Linked DNA regions of Sus scrofa: region 2 is linked to region 1. A link is a contact called in public Hi-C data. All regions are on one chromosome and are shown on one strand. The core of a region is the stretch at or near the end of the contact, and the rest is flanking DNA. Distances in the headings are between cores, read along the strand shown.

Region 1 (4,241 bases), core at 882-3,381:
TTGGTTCTGCATTGTCCTTGTCACACGGCTCATATGGCTGAGTGGCATCCAAGGGTCATTTTGTTTGTTTTCCCTCAAGGCCCCACAATCAGGGTGACTCCTTTGGTGACTCAGCAGGTTGAGGGCACCATGTCCCCTGCACGCATCCTGATACAGGTACACAACTGGGTCCCCACATTTTGTGCTGCTTGTTTCTCACATGTCAGGAAGGAGTGGGGGCATGCAGCCAGCGCGGTGTGTGGAGGGACAGTGGCTTAGAAGGCAGGAGAACACAACCTGCTCCGTGACAGGAGGAAACTTGGACGGTACCCACATGGTTCAGGGTGTTCTTGCCACCCTAGTCACACAGCCAACTGAACACTAAATCATCATGTTTTCTCCTCCCACAGGCTCTTTATTATTATTATTATTATCATTTTAAATTTATTTTTTATTACTCAAATGAATTTTTGATCACCTCTGTAGTTGTATAATGATCACAACAATCCAGTTTCACAGGATTTCCATCCCACAACCCAAGCACACCCCCCCGTCCCTCAAACTGTCTCCTCCGGAGACCATAAGTTTTTCAATGTCTGTGAGTCCATAGGCTTTTTATATAGATGACACTGAGATACCTGGTAGGAATGGGCTCTAAAGTACTTGGCAAGTTCTCCTTAACAACTCTTAGCAGTGACAAAGCCTTCTTGTGGCGTTGGCTGCGCACACCTTCATTATCTTCCCTCTGCAAGACGGGCACTGGATTAAGAGACATGTGGAGGAACCGCATAGCTGGATGACACCTATACCGCCCAGTGACTCCTGCTTGCCCCAAAGGGGAGGTGACTCTGGCTTCCCATGAGATCTGCTTATTTTTCAGCCGTGAAGGGACAGGGGATCCCTTCTGAAAAGCTGGCCTCAGGGTGGCAGGGAAGGGAGAGCAAGTGATCTGGCAGGGCTGTGCTGCCCCCGTCCCTCTCTGGGGACAGGAACTAGCCCTCTGCCCACGACCAGGCTTTCCTGTGAGTCTCTGAGGCCACAGGCCGGTCACTTCCTTGGCTCAGGATCGAGTATCACAAGCAGCAAAGGGGCAGCTCGGAACTCCGACTGAGAGAGGGCAGGGATCTAAATAGGGCAGGGCTTGGATTCTCCCATTTGGCTGTCGGCAAAGGCGATCGGAAGTGGCGGCAGACTCAGAATGCAGACCCCGCAGGGAGCTAACTTTGGACTTGAACAGTTTACTCTGGGCCCCAAATCCTCCCTCGCTGCCAATGTGACTTATGATGCTGCGGTCAGTCTACCAAGGCTCCTGTGGCCGAGAAGCCAGATCCCTCAGCTTCCTTTCCATCTGTGCCCTCACCCCATCCCAAACCCTTCATGGGGCAGCCAATCAGAAGGAGCACAGGATGCTAAGGGGTCTCTTAAAAGAGGCCCACACCAAAGCAAAGACTCCCAACCCAAGGAAAGCACTGGAAGCCTATGTTCCTTTATCTTTTTCTTGTCTTTTATCTCTGGCCAGCTTCCTTCCTGTTTTTCATATTTTATCAGTGGTGGCTATTTTTTTTTTTTTCAATTCTGAACATCAAAAAATTAACCAGAAAATGTGGAAACTGCTACCATAAGACTGAGAGAGAGAGAGAGACTTATTAATGTGAGGCTGAAGCCAGGTAAAGCCTGCTTGTAAACTGCAGCTGACCCTAGAGGGGCCTGGGGGTGAGGGGATATTATACACTGTGAGTGTGGGATCTTGTAATTTTAGGGGGATGAGAGGGAAGGCAAAGCCAGGATTTCTCAGGGAACTGGGATGCTGTTAGGCCTTTAAATGTGATTTCCTGAGAAGGGAATGTGTCAACCCTTAAAGAGGGCAGTGGGTCTGGGATGGGCCAGGTGAACTGAGGAGGGGGAAGAGGGTTGAGGAAAACTCTTAGTGATTCTCTTTATTCAGAAAAGAAACTCTGGGATAATCCAAACTGGAGTCAAGGTGTTCGGGAAATAAGCAGGATAGAAATACCTTCTACGCCAGGACGGGGGATGTGCAAAGGAGTTAGAAAAGCCAAGCAGAGGTTAGGTCCAGCCAAGGGGCAGCACACTGGAGAAAAAGTGCAGGAGGCAAAGCCCAGAAGACCAGGGAACCAGATGGGAAACAGGCGGCTGCTCCAGGGCCTGCGGGATCAAGGCCAGAGCCCAGCCCAGGCCTCAAGTAAAAACAGAAGGAGCTGGAGTCTCTCAGAGCCAGTTGTGCTTCTTAAATATTCTTGGGTCATAGGTCCCTTTTAAAATCTGAGGAAAACTTTAGAATTGCTACTCAGGAAAGTGCACTTATGCTCATATTATTCCCCCTTCACTTCTGGGGATTCATAGGTCCTTGCAGACTAAGTCACAGACCCAAGGTTATGAGCCCCAGGCCCAAAGGATGCTCCTAAGCACTGAAAGAAGAGGAGTGATAACAGGAAATACTTGCAGGATTGTTTAATCCGTTAAACCTCTGGCAAACTAAGTGGAACAATATGAGACCTGGCCTGAAACTGACCTGAATAATCCATAATTTACAATAAAGGCTAGTGAGGCACCCGGACAATATGTAGGTGAGTCCGGTGGAGAGGGGGGCGCTGGGAGGGTGGGAGGGAGGTCTCAGAGGCAGCCCTGAAGAAAAATTGGGAAACCAAAGGTGTAGGGAGTGTTTGGCAAGAAAACGGCTCCCCTCTTCACCCCCAGGGGAATGGGAGAAAGTTTTGCGGTGGCAGGAGCAAGTTAATTCAGAACAATGTCAATGACCCTGGATGATGGGTCTTTGCTTTCTGGAGCCACTCTTGGCTTTTGTCATATTTGTTTTACACTAAATTGCAACACATGGTTATGTCTAAAAAAAAAGAAAAGAGAAGAAAGAAAATACTTACTTGCGACAGCAAGCCTATACTTGAAATGATGCATTTTTTAAACAAGGCATTGTTACTTTTAATCTAGTTATTTGAATAAACCAGAACTTTATTTTTGAAAAGCTGCGTCTTGGAAGGTTTGGGAGGAAAGGGGTTGTAGCTCTTTTTGCTCTTAGTAAATTATGTGATAGGTGTAACTGGATGTTTTTGTGTTAATACCAGAGCATTTTCTTTTTGTATGGATAAATTTTTGGTTTTGGAGGGGAGGCTCTGGTTCTGAAAATACACACTGGTTTTTTTTTTTGTTTTTTGTTTGTTTTTGTTTTGTTTTGTCTTTTTAGGGCCACACTCGCAGCATATGGAAGTTCCCAGATTAGGGGTCAAATTGGAGCTGCGGCTGCTGGCCTACCACAGCCATAGCCATAGCCATAGCCAACAGATCCTCAACCCACTGAGCAAGGCCAGGGCTTGAACCTGCGTCCTCATGGATGCTAGTCAGATTCATTTCCACTGAGCCACGATGGGAACTCCTGAAAATACACAGTGGTTTTTGACTCTTAAACATGCCTTTGTCAGGAGAAAGCCTGACCTTGGGAGCATGACTCTCTTTGGTCTGTGGGTACAGAACACGTGAGGACCAGTGAGGTGGACTGACTGAGAAAACTTATCTTTTTACAAAAGAAAGAGATTGTTTAGCTCATTCACAGAACATGCCCCGAGTGTAAGTCCATTGCAAGCATATCTAATGGTACAAAGATTTATAGAAATATGCTCACTGTCTAACGTTCCCCAAGGATATGTAGAGCATACTCTAAATATACATAAGAAAGTGCACAGAATTAGGAGTCAGAAGACCTGAATCAAGTAGACTCAGAAACTAAACTGTAAGGTACATGACCTCGGCTAATTATTTACCACTTTAGACAGAGCCCAAGTGCCCTACTTGCAAATAAGACTAAAAATGCCTGCAACCTCCCTACCCTACAAGCAGCATCATTTGTGAGCAGTGAGTGAAATATCAGAAATTAAAGCATTTGTGGGAGTTCTCCTTGTGGCTCAGTGGAAACAAATCTGACCAGCATCCATGAGGATACAGGTTCGATCCCCGGCCTCACTCAGTGGGTTAAGGATCCGGCGTTGCCGTGAGCTGTGGTGTGTCACAGATGTGGCTCAGATCCTGTATTGCTGTGGCTGTGGTGTGAACCAGCAGCTCCAGCTCCAGTTGGACCCTTAGCTTGGGGCCCTAAAAAAAGATTAAAAAAAAAAAAGAAGAAGAATTAAAGCATTTGAAATCTTTAAAGTACCAAATGAAATAACATTATTATACAAAGCTGAAGAATTTTTTGAAAACTTAAGCGTATTTAATTTTTTTGTGTGTCTACTTTG
Region 2 (4,618 bases), core at 201-2,700, 42 kb after region 1:
ATTTCTTTTCTAGAGAGATTTTTTTCCCTCCTATCTACTCACCTCTTCCCAAACCATGCCTATAATTATTTCACAAAATATAATTTGCCATTTCTGTGGAGTCAAACACTCCTTTTCTCCCTCACCAAAAATCACATATTCAGACTGAATGAAAATGGACTTGAGGGGTAGGCTTTGTTTGTAGCGTGTTTCTACTACGGGTTGCCCCCTACCCACGTTCCACCCTAGTGCTCCCACTGAAGTGTGTATGTTATGTTTTAACAGATGGACCAGCTGGTGGCTACTAGGCTGTAAAACAGGGACTGGGAATCTGCAAGCAATGCTATTGAACCGAATGCTCGTAAAGTTCATGGACATACACTGACCCAGACAGACTAGGCAGATCCAGACATGCTTACACACACACTCATCATACACCCCACGGATCAGAGGGTCTATCTCTCTACTCAGAGGAAGTTCAAGGCTGTTTCCTCCTCCATATTTCTCCTTGATTTGCTTATCAATTTTATATACACACAGAAGTACACACATATGTAGGCACATCTACGAATATATGGATAGCTATATAGCTCAGTGTTTTATACATTTTCAAAGATCAAAATATTGCCCAATTCTGTCATCAAGTCTCTACCTAGTACTCCCAATAAGCCCTTATTCATGTCAAATAAGTATTACAAGAAAATATTGGATTCAATTCTATTTGGTCCACACATAACATAAACTATATGTATGTAATTGCCCTCAGACAAAACAGCTACTTTTATGCCTTATCAACGAGAGAGAGAGAGAGAGAGAGAGAGAGAGAGAGAGAGAGAGAAAATAATAATCTATCTTCCACTGAGTCACAAACAAAAAGTGTCAGGTTTAACCTTGAATCCTCTGTTGTCAGTTTCTGTCACAACTTCATCACTTAAAACACAGGCGCTCAAACAAACACCAATCCACCAGCCTGGTGGTGGCTTTCACGGTCTCATCTAGGATTCCCCAGGGTCTCTGGGCATTGGGATAGACAGCAAGTACCCCGGGTGCTAACGAAGTACTTAGGACACACCTTGCAGGTGGACGTGGAGGTCCGAGCACCTCATAATGGATGCGGATTCAAGTGCTAATAGAAAGCAATTACTTTACAAAGTTTAATATCCGTGCTGTCAATTCCTTTCAATAATTGCAAAGCACTGAAGCTCCTGGTACAGAATCTAGCTGGTCACTAAAGTTCTCTCACCCCTAAAGACCCACCCGGACCCCTATGATCGCTGGCTCAGGCTACGCATCAGACAACAGACACGGTTATCTCGCCGCACCGGCTCCTGCGCGTGTTGATTTTTCAGGAACCTGTCCTCAAGCCATCTAGGAACTGCTATCCGCACACCGCTGGGCACGAAGGCCGCCCCTAGCGCGCGTGTCGCCGTCGCAGAGGGCCAGGGGAAGAGTCCCCAGGCCCCACCTAATGATGGCAATTACAACACGCCAAGTTCTTGCGAACACTCAGCCGCGTCCCGGGCCGAGTTGGGACGCTCTGAAACAAGATGTTCGGGTGTGGGGATTCTCGCAAGGAGTGAATCCCGGCAGCCCTGACCTCTTCACAGCCGCCACGCTCCGACGGACAGATCGACACGCGGCAGGACCCGTCCAGTCTCCCCGCTCGCCTAACAGCGCCGAGAGGAGCCGCTCGCCTCGCGCGCGGCCACTCACCCTCATCGCCGAGTCCCGATCGCAAACCGACGCCCCTGCTGTGGATCCTGAATTTCAAGTTGCCCCGAACCGGCGACACCTCTCGCCCTAGCCAACCGGAGCACATTGGCTCGGGCAGGCACCTCGGAGGGAGCACGTCAAGCTCGGCGGCAGCCCCGGCTCAGGCTCAGCAGCTGCCCGGAGCGCGCTGACAATTCACCGACCCGCTCAGCGAATGAGCCGGACAGCGGGGCTGAGGCGACAGGGCTCCGAGGGAGGCGGGGCCGGGCAGCAGTAAGGGCGGAGTCAGCCCGGGGCCGGCCCCGCGGGGCGGGGCGCCCTTCAACCCGTGACTGGCGGAGTCCACAGCCAATCGTGGCGCGCCAGAGCCCGCGGGTGTCGCGGGCTGTGAGGAGCGCCCTTCTCCGCCCCGCCGCCGCGGTCCAATCGCCAGCAGCGGAAGGCTGGCGGAGAGACGCGCCGGCGGCGGGGAAGTTGGCTGGGGTGAGGAGCTGGGGCCGCAAGGCTGGTGCTGTAGGGGCGGCTGTGGCCGGCCCCCGACGCCTTGGAAGCGAAGAGGCGGCCCCGGAAGACCCCTGGCTGAGAGAGGCCAGGGGCCAGCCGGAGTCTCCGCGTGTCGGCTCCCGGTGGAGCGAGAAGCCCAAGCCCCACGCGGACCGAGACTGGGCCGACACCGCCCACCCCTGGCGCCTGCAGGAGGTGCGGAACTTGGCGGCCCCAAAGGAGGTCCAGCGGTCGGAGGAAACCAGGTGCCAAAGAGGGTGAGTCCCGGGCCAGAGGACTGGAGGCCCGGGCCTGAAGCTGGGAGCTCTGGGCTCCCAGAAAGGTTCTGATTGCGTTCTGATGGTTACCTCCGAAACACAACTCCAACTCTGCCAGCCCCCCAGAAAGTTGACGACACGCCCTCTCATCACTGCCCTTCACACCACCGGCAGCGGGGACCTGACCAGGGGCCTCGGCTCCCTTCCCGACCCAAGGCGCCCCAGCACTTGTGCAGAGCCCGAGAGTGAAAAGGTGGCTCGGCCACGAGAACCGGCGGGCTGGCTCCCGCAGCGGTGGCTCTCCCCGCCGCTGTCCCTGGGGTCCGCCAGAGGGACCAGTACCGTCTGTCTTCGCGGGAAGGAACGCCGCAGTCGGCACTCTCTCGCTCCCTCCCCTTTGTCAGTTCCCAGTCCTAGCTCAGAGTGGCCCCAGCCTGGTCGTGGCGGGCCTGGGGGCAGCCTGAGCTCCCAGAGTCAGTCGTGGTTGAGTGCCCCGTAGGAAGGCTTTGTGAGCTTTGCCCTTAATGGCCGGCCAGGTCACTGCTGCTCCTTTTGTCGGTGGATTAACTCTTTGGCTGGGTTATAAGCCTTTACCTTGGTTGCAGCACACAGGCATACGGAACTGTGGATTGTCAAGAGTCAAAAAGCAGGAGTTCCCGTCGCGGCTCAGTGGTTAACGAATCCGACTAGGAACCGTTAGGTTGTGGGTTCGATCCCTGGCCTTGCTCAGTGGGTTAAGGATCCGGCGTTGCCGTGAACTGTGGTAGATGGTCGCAGACCCGGCTCTGATCCTGTGTAGCTGTGGCTCTGGCTTAGGCTGGTGGCTACAGCTCCGATTAGACCCCTAGCCTGGGAACTTCCATATGCGGTGGGAGTGGCCCTAGAAATGACAAAAAACAAAAAGACAAAAAACCAAAAAAGAGTCAAAAAGCAGAGTGGGGTGTGTTACTTTCCAGGTGGAGGCCTAGAATGTTAGCAAGCTCTGGACTGTAAACTGTGTGTGAGAGCGGCCCCTGTGTGCCTGGAACTGCACCTGCCATAGGTAGACACCCAACCCATGTACCCACGTTAGTAAGATGAAGGTGTGCAAGGCAGGAGACACGTCAATCTCCCTGGTGCCCTCACACTTACCTCCATCACTGACCATAGTTTCCTTCAAATCCCAGAAGCTCTAAAGGTTTTAGACTCAGTATTGGTAACTCCTCAGGATATCTCATGTGAGTGAGTATAGGCCTCCACAGGTGTTATTTCAGTGGCTGCCTGGCCCCCATAAGGACCTGCATAGTGGATAGCTCGCCTCTCCTGGGTAGGTTCTGATGAGGGACCATTGGCAAGATGGAAGGCTAAAGGCCTAAGGCTGAGGAGGAGTGAAATGGTCCCTTTAGCAGGGAAGAGTGCAGTTCTGAGGTGAGCTCTGGCCTAAACCGAGTTTCAAGTGGTGTCACCTCAGCTCTTTGTCTCGATCGGGAAAGGCAGGATGTTGGGGGGACAAGAAAATCAAGGTTTGGACAGTCCTTAATAGGCTCTGAGAGACTGATTAATGATGCTGGAATTGTGCATATTTAAATCCCTCCTCATCTAATGAAACAAAGAACTGGTACAGGCAAGGAAACCTATTCCATTCAATTTCAGCAGTTGCTTAGCATGCTGCGGAGTGGCCTGGGAGGATGGCCTTTGCTCACAAGGAATTAGATGTAGACCACGTGAATGGAAACAGGTCTCTCTCTGCTCAGGTCAGGATGGGGGATAAGAGGAAATATATTTCCTTGGATTTTTTTCCCCCCACTCCTGGATATGAGTAGAGGAAAAGGTTGCCAACAGTGTTTGTTCAGATTAACACCCTGTGAAGTTTTGTCACAGATGCTAATGATTATTATAAAAATCACCTCCGTAATAGGAGCCATATATTGGCTCTTGACTGTACTTGATCTAGTATTTATGGTAGATGATGAAAAAAGGAAATAGGAAATTTCTTTTCGTGAAATGAGTTAGACCTAAAGTGACTATCATGTCCCAATATCCAAGGTTTTCCATTTGTTCCTTACAGACATTACTGTCCATGGGCTCCTGGACAAATAACTGGTCTCTTTGTCCTTTAGAGAATGGATGACATTGGAAGAGACAGAGCACATCTAGATTACATTCATATTTCTATACCATCTTCT

The links. A called contact is a pair of places that touch in the nucleus more often than the background predicts.
Region 2: a Hi-C map of liver shows a contact between it and region 1, with 4 times the contacts expected there. The contact joins the promoter of LOC102161210 here to the enhancer-like site in region 1. A contact is called at or near these places in 1 of 5 promoter capture datasets (fetal liver) and 5 of 47 Hi-C or Micro-C datasets (fetal heart ventricle, fetal liver, heart right ventricle and 1 more).

The regions. Positions count from the first base shown.
Region 1 is chr2:129,982,185-129,986,425 of Sscrofa11.1, forward strand. The region is part of intron 1 of MARCH3 (membrane associated ring-CH-type finger 3); the gene reads right to left. Among named protein-coding and RNA genes, the nearest start is that of MARCH3, 42 kb to the right of the region's middle. Within about 2 kb of position 2,132, at least 14 of the 83 cell types and tissues checked have an H3K27ac peak or open chromatin away from gene starts, as enhancers often do. A contact at or near this core is called in liver, where this site is marked.
Region 2 is chr2:130,024,471-130,029,088 of Sscrofa11.1, forward strand. It overlaps LOC102161210, which reads left to right and starts at 1,451. Exons shown (of 6, transcript XM_021085157.1): 1 at 1,451-1,750; 2 at 1,811-1,965; 3 at 2,126-2,453. The coding sequence starts at 1,451. It overlaps MARCH3 (membrane associated ring-CH-type finger 3), which reads right to left and starts at 1,910. Exons shown (of 5, transcript NM_001244831.1): 1 at 1,693-1,910.